5 separate regions of the Mus musculus genome follow, and regions 1, 2, 3 and 5 are each linked to region 4. The links are chromatin contacts, called in public HiChIP or PLAC-seq and promoter capture Hi-C maps. All regions are on one chromosome and are shown on one strand. The core of a region is the stretch at or near the end of the contact, and the rest is flanking DNA. Distances in the headings are between cores, read along the strand shown. Region 1 overlaps 2610507B11Rik (RIKEN cDNA 2610507B11 gene). Region 2 overlaps Foxn1 (forkhead box N1). Region 3 holds the start of Ccnq (cyclin Q). Region 4 holds the start of Poldip2 (polymerase (DNA-directed), delta interacting protein 2). Region 5 holds the start of Unc119 (unc-119 lipid binding chaperone).

The links. Promoter capture Hi-C pulls out the DNA fragments that hold promoters and counts their contacts. HiChIP or PLAC-seq counts read pairs in DNA pulled down with a chosen protein or histone mark.
Region 1: an H3K4me3 HiChIP or PLAC-seq map of bone marrow-derived macrophages shows a contact between it and region 4, with 2.8 times the contacts expected there. The contact joins the enhancer-like site here to the promoter of Poldip2 in region 4. A contact is called at or near these places in 1 of 39 promoter capture datasets (liver), 3 of 484 Hi-C or Micro-C datasets (embryonic stem cells and natural killer cells), 1 of 115 datasets of contacts at active chromatin or transcription factors (bone marrow-derived macrophages) and 2 of 9 other capture datasets (adipose tissue and pancreatic islet).
Region 2: a contact with region 4 is called in a FOXA1 HiChIP or PLAC-seq map of pancreatic cancer cells. The contact joins the enhancer-like site here to the promoter of Poldip2 in region 4. A contact is called at or near these places in 4 of 39 promoter capture datasets (the 3T3-L1 cell line, the HPC-7 cell line and embryonic stem cells), 1 of 15 datasets of contacts at CTCF or cohesin (the NIH/3T3 cell line), 16 of 484 Hi-C or Micro-C datasets (the AML12 cell line, the Ba/F3 cell line, the C2C12 cell line and 7 more), 10 of 115 datasets of contacts at active chromatin or transcription factors (the SCID.adh cell line, bone marrow-derived macrophages, embryonic stem cells and 1 more) and 1 of 9 other capture datasets (adipose tissue).
Region 3: a contact with region 4 is called in an H3K4me3 HiChIP or PLAC-seq map of embryonic stem cells, with 19 read pairs. The contact joins the promoter of Ccnq here to the promoter of Poldip2 in region 4. A contact is called at or near these places in 1 of 39 promoter capture datasets (macrophages), 7 of 115 datasets of contacts at active chromatin or transcription factors (the SCID.adh cell line, bone marrow-derived macrophages, embryonic stem cells and 1 more) and 4 of 9 other capture datasets (adipose tissue, liver, macrophages and 1 more).
Region 5: a contact with region 4 is called in a promoter capture Hi-C map of the SN4741 cell line, with 4 times the contacts expected there. The contact joins the promoter of Unc119 here to the promoter of Poldip2 in region 4. A contact is called at or near these places in 8 of 39 promoter capture datasets (the 3T3-L1 cell line, the HPC-7 cell line, HPC-7-derived erythroid cells and 3 more), 1 of 15 datasets of contacts at CTCF or cohesin (the NIH/3T3 cell line), 16 of 484 Hi-C or Micro-C datasets (the AML12 cell line, the Ba/F3 cell line, the C2C12 cell line and 8 more), 11 of 115 datasets of contacts at active chromatin or transcription factors (the SCID.adh cell line, bone marrow-derived macrophages, embryonic stem cells and 2 more) and 5 of 9 other capture datasets (adipose tissue, embryonic stem cells, liver and 2 more).

What each region holds. Positions count from the first base shown.
Region 1 is chr11:78,266,657-78,269,356 of GRCm38.p6, reverse strand. It overlaps 2610507B11Rik (RIKEN cDNA 2610507B11 gene), which reads right to left. Exons shown (of 39, transcript NM_001002004.2): 9 at 2,638-2,700; 10 at 2,354-2,421; 11 at 2,115-2,260; 12 at 1,140-1,258; 13 at 868-1,031; 14 at 460-718. Among named protein-coding and RNA genes, the nearest start is that of 2610507B11Rik, 6.3 kb to the right of the region's middle. Within about 2 kb of position 1,331, at least 2 of the 459 cell types and tissues checked have an H3K27ac peak or open chromatin away from gene starts, as enhancers often do. A contact at or near this core is called in bone marrow-derived macrophages, where this site is marked.
Region 2 is chr11:78,358,978-78,361,677 of GRCm38.p6, reverse strand. Foxn1 (forkhead box N1) reads left to right here. Exons shown (of 9, transcript NM_008238.2): 7 at 45-252; 8 at 410-901; 9 at 2,608-2,700. Among named protein-coding and RNA genes, the nearest start is that of Gm30367, 12 kb to the left of the region's middle. Within about 2 kb of position 1,432, at least 141 of the 459 cell types and tissues checked have an H3K27ac peak or open chromatin away from gene starts, as enhancers often do. A contact at or near this core is called in the Ba/F3 cell line, the C2C12 cell line, the G1E-ER4 cell line and 7 more, where this site is marked.
Region 3 is chr11:78,750,453-78,753,152 of GRCm38.p6, reverse strand. Ccnq (cyclin Q) reads left to right here and starts at 1,424. Exons shown (of 1, transcript NM_197989.1): 1 at 1,424-2,647. The coding sequence starts at 1,491. The coding sequence ends at 2,243.
Region 4 is chr11:78,511,012-78,513,711 of GRCm38.p6, reverse strand. It overlaps Poldip2 (polymerase (DNA-directed), delta interacting protein 2), which reads right to left and starts at 1,416. Exons shown (of 11, transcript NM_026389.3): 1 at 1,240-1,416. The coding sequence starts at 1,400. Tmem199 (transmembrane protein 199) reads left to right here and starts at 1,544. Exons shown (of 6, transcript NM_199199.3): 1 at 1,544-1,815. The coding sequence starts at 1,605.
Region 5 is chr11:78,342,072-78,344,771 of GRCm38.p6, reverse strand. Unc119 (unc-119 lipid binding chaperone) reads right to left here and starts at 1,277. Exons shown (of 5, transcript NM_011676.3): 1 at 986-1,277. The coding sequence starts at 1,205. It overlaps Pigs (phosphatidylinositol glycan anchor biosynthesis, class S), which reads right to left. Exons shown (of 12, transcript NM_201406.1): 12 at 1,996-2,700.

The DNA of each region.
Region 1 (2,700 bases), core at 82-2,581, 240 kb after region 4:
TTCTCTTACCTAACTAGACCTGGCAAAGTCAATGAACTTTCTCAGTGTCTAGAATTATCCATACATCATTTACTCTCCAGAACTATACACAAGAAAATAAAAAGCTGGTTGCATGCCTTTAATTCCAGCATGGGGAGGCAGAGTCAGGAGAATCTGAGTTTGAGGCCAGCCTGGTCTACTTCAGTTCTAGAACAGCCAGAGCTACACAAAGAAACACTGTCTTGAGAAAAAAAAATCAAAAGACACACCACACAGGCCTCATCCTCTGATCACGCCAAGGTTAAGTTTTTCCCATTGTGTCTTTTTTAAATACTTCCTTCTTCAATAGACACTAAGAAGTAGAACAAAGTTTGTCATCCAAGCCTTTCTAACGTTTTGTCCCTCTAACAAGGAGGCTACCCAGATAATAAGCTTCCTTAATGAAAAGAAGAATTTCAGCAGACTTCTTGTTCCACTTACCAACCAGTGCGGAAAGAGTGAACAGGTTCATGTCTTCCACCTTCAAGTCGACCTTCCACAGTAAGGTCACAGACTCCCCAAGTGACGACTTCCTAGAGACAGCTGACCTTTCAGATTGTGGAATCACCAAGGAGAGGACTCGAGACAGACACTGGGCACAGATGTCTGATATTTCTACCTGAAGTCCTCGAATAGTACAGTCAAGAAAAAGAGTATTGGACTGGGTGCTGGACAAGCCCAGGGGCTGGTTATAACTTCCCTAGAAAAGAAAGGAAACCCACTGAAACCATGCCGATGCAGTTAGGAGACCCTGATGCAGCCCCCACACCAAGGGCACACTCCAGCCTCAGATGCGTGTCAGGACAGGGCACTCCGTGGGCCCTGACTCACCACACAGCACCCACCTACCTGTAGTGTGAAGGAATCCAGAACAAGTGCTTCGCCCCAAACATGCATATTAGGTGGATGTGGTGCCCGCTGAATGTGGGAGTCACTGCCCACACGCCAGCAGAGATGATCTACAGTTAGCACTGCTCGCTGATGGATACTTTGTGGCCGGAGGTGCTGGTAGTCTGAAATACATGGTAAGGAGGTAGTCAATTAAGGCACCGTGGCCATGAAACAGGCATAGCTATAACCAAAGGGCAAATCCTCATTCCCTTCCCATCCCTGAGCCTTACCCAGGGAGATGGAATTGAACCCCAAAGCAAACGGTGGTGTATCTCCAAGCTGAATGGAAATGCTGACATTGGAGACTGAGGTGCTGAAGATAATGGGAGCCAGGATCTGAGGGAAGGTTCTACACAGGGATAAGACTGACATCATTATAATAGCCACTTCCTGTCAAGGAACAGAGTTCTCAAAACTGCTGACAGTTTAGTTTTGGGCCTGGCCACAGCTACAAAGTAAAAAGTGAAGTCCTTCAGATTGCTGTTCCTCCCAATGGTATTCTGAAGGAACAGCAGAAAGATATGAAGACAAAGTTTAAAAAAAAAAAACCAAAATTGTCCGGCAGTGGTGGCACATGCCTTTAATCCCAGCACTCAGGAGGCAGAGGCAGGCCAATTTCTGAGTTTCAGGCCAGCCTGGTCTACAGAGTGAGTTCTAGGACAGCCAGGGCTACACAGAGAAACACAGAGAATTTTTATGTCTGGAAAAAAAAAAAAAAGACAAAATTACAAAATGTACACATTGACAGCCAAATATAATGAATAGGGCAGCATCACATGGTTCATCCTAGTCACAAGAAGCATCCCTTACAAATCACTTTCTGTGTGCAGAGCAACACACACACACACTCTATACAGCTCACAGCCCAGCTCACAGCCCAGCTCACAGCCCAGGGCAGGTGAGATGCTGTTTCTCACCCCAGTCCACTTCTCTTATGTAAGTAAGGCACTGTGCTAGGTACCGAGGATGAAAACATAAAAATGACATCCTCCTCAAAGAAACAGAAAAAAAAAAAAAAAAGAAAAAAAAAGGTATCTTCATACCAACAAAGGATATCATCCCTGTAACAGGAAAGATATATCTACAACAGGTTTGCTTCTGAAATGAAGATGTACAGAACTCAGACAATTAAATCTATAGTTAACACAAGGCGTCACTTTAAGGCTAAAAAGAGTATACCTGGTGAGAGGTAACTTAAGACTCACCTTTTCTTTCTTTGTTTAAGATCAGGTGAACTGGCTCCTTGGGTCTCCAGTGCTAGCATAAGGAGCCAGTGAGAGAACTCCTGGTGTCGGTAATGAATGATACAGGTGTTCAGAACTAGAGAAGCTGAGAGGTCGATGGTGGTCACCTGGGAATGAGAAGACCCCAAGTATGGGTTTTATTCCCAGAACTGGCCCATGCAGCAACATGAAGAGAGCAGACATAGGTTCTTGGCAGCTACCTGCACATTAGCCTTGAGGGAGTTGAGGCAGACAATTCGTTGGCGACTCTGGGACAGCAACAACCCATCTGTAAGAAGCCAAAGAACAGATGAGGGGAAGCCACAAAGTATAACTAGGAAAAGGGCAAGTGCGGGCAAAAGATGAGAACACTGCCATCAACACTTTGAGTCAGGGATATCTCATCTTCTCTCCTTCCACCCACAGTGATATTAAACCCAGTAGGGCACTAACACAGAACGCCTGGTCCTCCCATCTCTTAGTACCAGTAACCCCTTCCATGAACCTTCCAATAGGAGTTCAGTGCTCATCTGTGCCATATCATAGTTTGCTGTGAAGCTTCGAAGCG
Region 2 (2,700 bases), core at 183-2,682, 150 kb after region 4:
CTTGCCGCCTGAACCCAACCTGGATTCTTGTTCTGCTCTGGTAGACTGCTCCTGATGGCTGGAAGAATTCTGTTCGCCATAACCTGTCCCTCAACAAGTGCTTTGAGAAGGTGGAGAATAAATCCGGAAGTTCCTCTCGAAAGGGCTGTCTGTGGGCCCTCAATCCTTCCAAAATCGACAAGATGCAGGAAGAACTGCAGAAGTGGAAGAGGAAAGACCCCATTGCTGTGCGCAAAAGCATGGCCAAACCAGGTGAGGCTGTCAGGCCTGTGTGAGAAAGGCCAAGGGACCTGGGTACCAGAATGAAGAAGAGCAGAGCCTGGGGAGAGAGGGATACAGGGAGGGGGGTCTGGGCTGGGAGGCTACAAAGGAGAGAGGCCTCATGGTGTTTTCTTTTGGGCCTTTGCAGAAGAGCTGGACAGCCTCATTGGAGACAAAAGGGAAAAACTGGGCTCTCCGCTGCTGGGCTGTCCACCCCCTGGGCTGGCAGGCCCAGGTCCCATCCGGCCCATGGCACCATCAGCTGGTCTTTCCCAGCCTCTGCACCCAATGCATCCAGCTCCAGGCCCCATGCCTGGCAAGAACCCCCTGCAGGACCTACTGGGTGGCCATGCTCCCTCCTGCTATGGGCAGACCTACCCACACCTTTCCCCCAGCCTGGCCCCTTCTGGACACCAGCAGCCATTGTTCCCACAGCCAGATGGGCATCTTGAGCTGCAGGCCCAGCCAGGCACCCCCCAGGACTCACCTCTACCTGCCCACACACCACCCAGCCACGGTGCCAAGCTGATGGCTGAGCCTTCCTCAGCCAGGACCATGCACGATACTCTACTGCCAGATGGAGACCTTGGGACTGACCTGGATGCTATCAACCCTTCTCTCACTGACTTCGACTTCCAGGGTGAGCTGGGAGCTGGGAGCTGGGAAGGGTGGGACAGGACTAGAGAGGTGCTCTTGGCTGCGTGGCCTAGCCTCTTCATGTCTCTAGGCTGCCACCTGCTGGCTCCTGAGTTTCTTGTCACCTGAGGCGGATGACTAGGAATGTTAAATTCGCATTTGCTCCCTGCCCTCCAGATCATGAGCTAAAAGGCTCTTTCCCCCATCTCCCCCCTCCTGGTACTCTGATCATGTACCAGATGGCTTCATCATCAAACCGCTCATCTGACAAAGCTGGGAAAAGCCGGAAGTTCCATTGGTGTACTTGACTGTGAGGGACTGGGAGGCTAAACGTTCCAAAATCATTTGCGTTTTATCAGAATTTAGCTTTCACTTCAGGAGACAGACTTTCTATGGAATGGAAGACCTCAGAGCTAAGCATGTCCTAGAGAGATTTGAGGGTACAAGCCCAGAGAGGTGAATCTTTACATTCTCCTCCATCTTGCCCGCTCCATCCTACAGGCAGCCAAGCCCCACCCTCTACCCTTCTAAGCCCCGCCCCTTCCCGTTTGAACTGTAGTGTACCGAGCAAGCCTTTTTGGAGGAGGCTGTTGATCTATACCTTAGACTGTTAGAAATAAACTTCACATAGACCTTCATTCCAGACCTGCTGCGGCTGCAGAGAACAGGCGGCTGCAGAGGAGGCTATGTGGACGTGGGATACTATAAATTCTATCAGAAGGCTAGAGATGTGGGTAGGGGGTAAAGCGTTTGCCTAGCATGCACCAATCCTTAGTTAGGGTCAATACCCCAGCATCACAAAACCCTTAATTAATACCCACTCAAGCTCCTACTGAGTACCAGGCATCTTGCAAACAGCTTTACATATGTTCTTCCCATCTGGACCTAGCAAACAATACTATACAGAGAGATACATCCACTCAAGGTCGCTGGGCCAGAAAGAAGGAGTTGAACCCAGGTGGCCAAGAGCAGCCAGCGTTGTCAGGTCTCTTTCTCCACCCTGCGGTGATGATGTTCCAGGCAGCGACTCCAGTCACTGGCCTGCCACGCGGCAGGTCACACGACCCTAGGAGGAACTCAGTGACAGCACTGTTTGTTCCTCAGAGTCAAGTGTCCTTTCTGGTTCTATCCCTGTACCTTGGGTCCTGTGAGGGGGCGGGGAGGAGGGTCTAGGGAGCCAGACCTGTGTACCTCATCAAGTTCGGTGGTGCACTGTGGGAAGACTGTAGGCGGCAAATCAACCTTTGGGAACCAAGGCAGAAGCCTGAGTGAAGAGGTTCAGGGGGGCCTCTAGGCCGCTTCCAAGAAGAGCTTTGCAACAACCTTCAAATGGGCAAATCCTTAACCTTAATCTAGTACCCTGTTCTTCTCGAAGAGGCCCAGAGGTTACCTGCAACTATGGCAGTGGTTCTCAACCTCTGGGTCGCGACCCCGATGGAAAGTCTGATGACCCTTTCATAGGGGTCGCCTGCATCTATGGCTTTTACACCGTGCTACCTTGGAGCTCGGAGCTGGACTCTGAGGCTCAGGAAAAAAAAAAAAAAGTTCAGTGATTACTTGAGGTCCCAGAGTGGATGCCAAGATAGGCTTCCAGTCCGCATCACCAGACTCCTGTTCTCTGAGGCTTCTGAGGTACTTGGGTGGGAGACAGACTGGGCTTAACTCTCTATGGCCTGCCAATGATGAGGCTTCTTCCCTCTCCCCGACTAGGAAATCTGTGGGAGCAGCTGAAGGATGACAGCTTGGCCCTGGACCCCCTCGTATTGGTGACCTCGTCGCCGACGTCATCCTCCATGTTGCCAC
Region 3 (2,700 bases), core at 175-2,674, 240 kb before region 4:
AGTCAGGGTTCTACAGAGCTCTGGAAACAGTTTCGTTTTCCCTCTCAAGTTATACCACCACTGTTGATGTGTTTTCAATAAGATCCTCTGACATAGTAAAAAAAAAAAAAAAAAAAAAATCATACTGAAGTGGGCAGGGCATTTAGTTCACGAGTAATGTGCTGGATTCTATCTGTCCCCAGAACTACCAACATAGTGTCTTCCACAGCATGTGAAAGCTCACACCTTTAATCCCAGCACTTGTCAGGCAGATCTCTGTGAGGCCAGCCTGATCTATATAACAGGTTTCAGGTCTGCCTGGGCTATATAGTGAGAAACAGTCTCCAAAAACAAAACAAACAAAAAATAAATAAAATTTGAGAATGTAGTCTTAATCGGTAACATTTAAAGAGGAAGATAACCGTGTGCTACAAGTGGCCAAATGAGAAATGTAGAAGTTGTGGGGTACTGCTTTTCTTGGGGGCTAAAGAACGCTAAGATTGAGAAATCCATGTCTGGTACATCGTCTAATGCATATACCTCTCTTTGGAATCCCTATGGCTTAGGGTGTTTTTTCCCACTTTACAAAAGTCTTAATTCATACAGATATATAAAGACATAAATGAAAATGAAAGATTCCTCAAAACAAATTAGTAATAGCTAAAGGTCATGAGCTGGGTGATGGTAGCAGGATGGGGGGGGGGGTGGGGGGGTGGGCAGCAGTGCATGTCTTTAATCCTAAGAGACAGGTAGATCTCCTGATTTGGAGACCAGCCTGGTCTGCAGATCAAGTTCCAGGACAGCCAAGGCTACAATAGAAAACCCCTGTCCTGATGTCCTGATGTATCTATCTTCCTTCCTTCCTTCCTTCCTTCCTTTCTTTCTTTCTTTCTTTCTTTCTTTCTTTCTTTCTTTCTTTCTTTCCTTCCTTCCTTTCTTTTTCAATTAAAACAAAATATCGCTGAGTGTGGTGTTGCACACCTGGGATAAGAGGATCAAGAGTACAAGGCCAGTCTGGGTTAAATGTAGAAAACCTGACTCAGAAAAATAATCATCAAAGCCAAACTTATGGAGCATATTTGATCTGCCTACATCACTCGTTCATTTTTCACAAGAGCTCCATGAGGAGGGGACAGCCAACCACCCCAACTTGCACCTAAGGAATGAGATGTAGAGGATCAACCAAAGCCCCCAGGGTCACAGAGGCAAATGCCAGGGTGAGAGTTGACTCTCATCCTTTCCATAGCCTGGATTCTCAGGAACAGTGAAAAAGCCCCTTAAATCAAAAGTAGTATCTTCTCAGATGTCTTAAAAATAGCACTCCTCGTCTCCACCAAGCTGCTCCTGAGTGCCTATCTTTTAATATAGGAGGAAAAGCCGAGCAGGGTGGGCGTGGCGGCAGGACGGGTGGGGGCGTGGCCGCTTGACGGCACGCCCCCTCCGCGAGGACCCCCGGAGCCGGCCTCGGCGCGCCGGAGCGTTTCTCCTTCCGGGGCGGCCTGCTGGGCCTCATGGAGGCTGTTCGGCCAGACAGCTGCGAAAGCGGGCCGGCGGCGCCGCGAGCCGAGGAGAGGCCGGCTCCCGAGGCGAGGGTGCACTTCCGAGTAACCCGGTTTATCATGGAGGCAGGCGTCAAGCTAGGCATGCAGTCCATCCCCATCGCCACCGCTTGCACCATTTACCATAAGTTCTTCTGCGAGATCAACCTGGACGCATATGACCTCTACCTGGTCGCCATGTCTTCCATTTACTTGGCCGGCAAAGTGGAGGAGCAACACTTGCGTACTCGTGACATCATCAACGTGTCGCACAGGTACTTTAACCCGGGCAGTGAGCCATTGGAGCTGGATTCCCGCTTCTGGGAGCTACGAGACAGCATTGTACAATGTGAGCTTCTTATGCTACGAGTTCTGCGCTTCCAAGTCTCTTTCCAGCATCCACACAAGTACCTGCTGCACTACTTGATTTCCCTCAAGAACTGGCTGAATCGTTACAGCTGGCAACGAACCCCCATCTCAGTTACAGCTTGGGCTCTGCTACGAGATAGCTACCACGGGGGGCTATGCCTCCGCTTCCAGGCTCAGCACCTAGCCGTGGCTGTGCTCTACCTGGCCCTGCAGGTCTATGGAGTCGAGGTGCCTGCAGAGGGTGAGGCCGAGAAGCCTTGGTGGCAGGTATTTAGTGATGACCTTACCAAGCCAATCATTGACAATATTGTGTCTGATCTCATTCAGATTTATACTATGGATACAGAGATCCCCTAAGGCCCTGGCCGAGGCCGGACCTAAGACCAGGATGATCGGAGGCCTGGGGTATCGTTCCACCAAGTTGCTGTGATGGCGTGTCTCCACTCGGAGGACTGGTTGTGCTGGCAGAGGATGTCATTGGTGACTGCAATGACATGCTGTCATTTTGTCCCCAGCAGCCCTTGTTCAAATAATGCTAAGAGCTTCCATGTGGGCAGGACATATAGAGCTTTCTAGAATTGGCTGCATCAGCTTTTGCCCTTTGAGAAGATGCTGCATTTGAGGCATGGACCATTGCAGGTCGCCAACAGGAAAGTTAAAGAATAGAACTGCACCCTTAGGGGAAGTATGAATGTGTAACATAGAATCTTATTTTGTATAATAAAAATTATGCAAATAAAATATAGGAAAGGTTTAACGCACCAGAGTCTGCCTTATGGTATTTCTAAGTTACAGTAGGAGAGATACTGGAAAC
Region 4 (2,700 bases), core at 167-2,666:
TTGTGTGACTACTCCAAACTTACTTCCTTCTATCTTTACTTAGCATTTCCAAAGTCATTCTTATTCTTGCATATCCTGTTTCAATGCACACCTTCACCCACCCTCCGGGTCTTCCCCCCCCCCCACATGTTAACCATCCTTCCAACTTTGCATTTCAGTTCCTGGTATGCATGCCTTGAGTCCATTAAGGACCTGAGAGACATGCCTAGTGTGTAAGAGGTGCTCAAAAAGCATTTGTTCTGAGGCAAGCAGTTCTTCTGTCTCTACTTTTACCCACTGCTGCTTGGCAGTATACTCACTAAGCCTGGCATTTGCTACTTGGAAGAATTGTTCTGAACCAAAAATGGTTCCACACATCGGTAATCCCAGGGCTCTTAAGGCTAAGGCTGGAAAATAACAGGTTCTGGGCCCATCTGGCTACACAGCATGATTCTCCCAATCCTACACATTCAACTGTGCTGTAAATTCTAAGTCTTTACCCTGACCTCAGGACCTAGCATTTCTAGATTCTCAAAGGTACCCCACACAGTACACTTAGCACTGCCGTGTCTCCACCCAGTGTCTTTTCACATTTACTTGTCTTAAATAGCAAATACCTCCCTTAACCACTATCAGGTCATTTCCATCAACTTATCCTTTTAAATAGGATTAATTTTGCTATGGATCCATCAAAGCACTGTAATGTTACTTTGGAAATGTTAACTTCATAGCCAACTTTTCAATCCTGTCTGATCCCTACAAGGCTTTGTTTACACCGCCCCCCCCCCCCCGAGCCTCAACCCCTATTTCCCAAGTCACATGGGCAAAATCAGTCTCCCCAAGGTCACATGGAAACAGGACCCACAAAGGTAGACACTTAAATCGACTTGTTTCCCACAGAATAGCATATTTCTGAGAGTCACTGACCCAAAAGGGCCCGGGGATCCCTGTAGTTGTATTAAATGGCAGCCCACTCCAGGTGCCGGGGACCCCAGCCTGGGAGGCAGGATTCGCCTAAGAAGCGTTACTTGTTCTCCCTCGGAGCTGCCCTGCACTGCCAGGGCCCTGGGCAGTGCTCCCTTCTTTGCTCTTGGCACATGTCCCAAGCAGCCCGTGTCGGCTCTCTCCTCGGGACCCTTTCTCAGGTGGCACTCCGGCTGCCCAAACAGAGTCAGGCCTCCTGGCTTCCTTAGTAGCTAGGTAGAAAACGCTCCCTAGATTCTGGGCCCGGCTCCCTGGCCCCCTCTCTCCGTCCCTCACCGGGACGACAGATGCCTTCGGGTCGTCGCTGTGGCCACCGGCGGAAGGCCCCCTGCTCCACCGACCGCACACAGTGGCCTCGACCCTCGGGTCGTGGCCAGCGACCGAGACCACCAGCGGCTGCCCACTGCTAGGGCCCGTCGGGCCACACAACCAGCCATGTCCCGCCCGAGCGCCCGCTCGGCTGCTGACACAGGGCCCGACCCGCGGCGGGGCGCCGTCCCGCCCCCGCCCCACACTGCCCCGCGCCTAAGCCCCTCCCCTCGGGCCCGCCCCCCGCGGCCGCGTGGGCTCCTCCAGCTACATCCGGCGCCTGTGAGCGGAAGTCCGAGTTTGGGATCACCTGATCAGAGCGTGAGGCAGAAATGGCGTCTTCCTTGCTTGCCGGCGAACGACTGGTTCGCGCTTTGGGTCCTGGCGGAGAACTGGAACGGGAGCAGCTCCCCCGGAAGCTGCGTGCCCAGCTCGAGGCTGCTCTGGGAAAGAAACACGCGGGCAGTGATAATGCCACGGGACCCCGGCGCCTGGTTTCATTCCGTCTCATCCGAGATCTGCATCAGCACCTGAGAGAAAGAAGTGAGCGGTCCCCATTCAAGAGTCGCCGCGTTCTTTTCAGATCTAATCCCTTCTGAGGCGTATTTTCCCCCCATCACTCTCGAGTGCCTACCGAGTTCTCATATATCCAGTCCAAAAGCCTTCTCATAAACCCCAGGTTTACTACTTCCATCTTAACTTCCGTGAAAATTCTTAGTGTGTTACAAAACGTATTTTCAGATTTTGTTGAGTCCTCTTTTAGTGCCACCTAAGTCCATGTGAATTTTTTTAGGAAGTCGAGATTGTAGCCCAGTACTATCTGACAGGTTGAGTTTCTCCATTTGAGGGCCATATATCAATAGTGAGCATATCGTGTTTGGAAAAAGTGATTTTTTTTCCTTCCATCTCAAAGGTAAAGGTGCAAGCCCCAGTTTAGGGGTGAGGGTAGGGAAACGGTAACAACAACAAAAACTATTGAAAGATCTGGATTGAGTCGCATGTAGTTCTAGACATTGTAAAGAAGTCATTTCTCCTTTTCAGACCTATTTACTTATGTTAAGGTAGGGAATAGGGTAAACTGGCATGTAACTTACCTTGCCAGAGTTAACATATCCTGGCCAGAAGTGCAAAGGGTAGATGATCAACTATTTAGACTTAAGAGAATCTTAGAAAAAGATCCTCTAATACAGTGTCCGCTGAGTGTTTAGCATCACAACCCAATCCTGACTAGGACAGATCTATTATTTTCACAGAAATAACCTACCATTGGTAGTGGTGAGGTAGGGTTGGTAACGAAGACTGACAGTTAAAGTCCACTCTATGACACTAAAAAATACTTAGGTGGAATTGTCCTAAATCTTTCCTAGTTGAAAGTTATCTTGAGTAAAATGAAAAATAATTGAATAAACACAAGGAGAGAAAGAAAAT
Region 5 (2,700 bases), core at 28-2,527, 170 kb after region 4:
TCTCTAGTCCTTGTGCACTGTCTGTAGCGGTGCCTGCCTTGGCCCTGAACGATCACTTATCTGCCTGCAGGCAGCCACTCTGAACAGTCCTATGTAGCTTCCAACACTGTTGATAAAGGAACCCTGTTGACAGCGTGCACAGCATGCCAAACATTGTCCAAAATCAGAAGACTGGCTTTATTTTTCACAATAACCTTGAGGGAGGTAACATTGTTCTTGTTCCCATTTTACAGATGGGAAAAAAAAAAAAAAAAAAAAAAAAAAGCAAACATGCTCCTGCAAATGAAATTACATCCCCAAGGTCACACAGCCAATTTCCGGGCAAACTCTGGGACTCTAATCCAGGTAGCACAGCTCAGAAACTCAGTTTCAGTGGAGACTAGCCTTCCCTTGATGAGAGAGCCCTGGAAAAAGAACAAGTCCTGACTTGGGGGGAGGGGGGTCACGCACTTGCTTCCATCACAGGGCCCACAGCCAACAGACGGAAGCACCCGTATCAGCAATGTTCCTGGGCAGAGTATGGCCTCAGCCTTCCTCGGGGAAGCAGAGTGAGGGCTATAACGGTCGGTCAGGGAGCCTGAAGGTTTTCCTTGCCTCCACCTAGCCTGATGTGGCCACTGAAGACAGCCTGCAATGAGGCACACTCCTCTGTGCGAGCACCCTCAAAGGGTTCCGAAGACTCCACTGGGGAAAGGGTTACAGATGCAGCTGCTGCCCCACCTCCACCATGGGAAAAGGGGTGGGCCCCTTGAAAAAGAAGGAGTGGGGTGAAAAGAAGCCACTTCAAGGAGAGGAGGGGGCGCATCAAGAGACCAAGGGAAAGAGCACAGAGATTTCAGGCTTGGAGGCAAAGAGAGAGAGAGTAAGGGGATACAGAGGAGGGGCACTGCGTGGGGGAGGGGTGGGGGCTGGACTCTGAGCCTCGTGGGCCCCCTCCCGCGCTCTCCCTCCAGCCCGCGGGTGGCGCTCCCTCGCCGGTGCTCACCACCCGTGATCCGCTGCAGCCCCAGCACATCCTCCGGCCCGATGGGCTGCTTGCCCTGCAGCGGCCCCAGCCTGGGCCCCGGGCCTGGCTCCGGCTCCGACTCGGACCCGGACTCAGCTTCCGCCCCAGGCTCCCGCGTGGGCTCCGCGCTCCGGTTCGAGGCCCCTGGAACGGGCTCCGCCCCCGACCCGGTCCCGCCGCCGCCTTTCTTCACCTTCATGGCCTCGCGGGGCCGCAGATCCTCGCCCGCTGCCACCGCCGCCGCTGCTTGCGCCGGCTGGAGCCAGGGGAAGGGGGAGCGTCCGCCGCCCCACCCCCGGCCGGGCCCCAGGTGCCGTCCCGCCTTGGTCACGCCCACGGGAGGCGGGTCACACATACCCCGCCCACCGCCTGGCGTCTCCAGCGGGGGAGCCAGAATCCTGGGGGTCCTTGTGAACTTTTTGACAATGTAGATTCTTTTTGACAATGTAGTTACCGAATACCTCTCCTCTTTCTCTCCTGGGTTCCAACCTCAAGGTCTTTCCCTGATACCTTTGTCCTGACTTCAGCCCAGGTCTCAACCCACCCAGTTCTAAAGTACTTCTTCTCAATTTCCAGCTAACCAGCCCTTTTTTTTTTGTAATACATTAAGTGAAATTCTTGCTTGTTCCCTGACCCTTCCTCCTCAAAGGTCAGCTCTATGAAAGCAGAGATGCTCTATACACTGTTCCTCGTAACACCCTAGCACTACCACACAGCTCCTTGCAGCCAGTACCCACCCAGTATTTTCCTTTGTTGAATTGAGTTGCTATCCCAGGGCTGTCACTGGCTCAAGCTACTCCCCACTAGAACTCCTGCTAAAAGCTGCTTCAGGCACCCTACAATCCGCAGGCACCCTACAACATGCAGGCAGCACAGCCCAGGTGTCGAGCCGTCCCCAGGATGCTCAGGACGGGAGGCAGGAAGAACACATGGTGAGCTAGAACAGGTCAGTCTGCTTCTCACACAAGAACGAGTTATGGTCATCCATATCAACTCATATTCAACCAACGTTTAATAACAGTCTAATGTATGTTTTTAAAGAGCCCAATATACAGAACACTTTTACAGGCTTATCACATTTAATCCAGCCCCTTTCTGAGGGTGACATCATCAGTGCTTTCCCACCAATGGAAACCTGAGGCTCAGGTGAGGAGCGAGGAGCGGCTTAGCTGATGCTCTCTAGTCTGTTAAGTGCAGAAGCCGGAGTCTGATTCAGGCCTGTTGGGTTCCAAGTCAGAAATGTTTTCTCCTGTTCCACACTACCTCTCTGAAAGGGTAGAGGGGAACCTTAGCCACAAGGTAGAAGATCCTAAGCCACTGCCTCCTAGACCAGGCTGTCCCCAGTGGGTGACGCCAGTCAAGAAGCTGAGGAAGGAGGGAGGTGGTCTCAGAAGTGGAGAGGACAGGGCTACAATTCAACTCAAGTACTCCCCTAAATTCACCTCTCAGTGCGTTTGTATGCTGTGCTGACAGGCTGCAAGGACAAAGTACCCCTGTCCAGAGGTAGGCACACAAAGGCTTTCAAGTTCGAGCCAGATATGGAGATCAGGAAGGGTACCTTCTGAGGCTTGTAGGCATGGAGGAGCAAGCCAGTGGACTAGGAGGGGAAGGGAGCCCATCGTGGAGTGCCATCCGTAGAGAGCCCACGGGCGAGAGTGAAGACATGTCATCACCAGCAGACCTTGCCTTGGTCT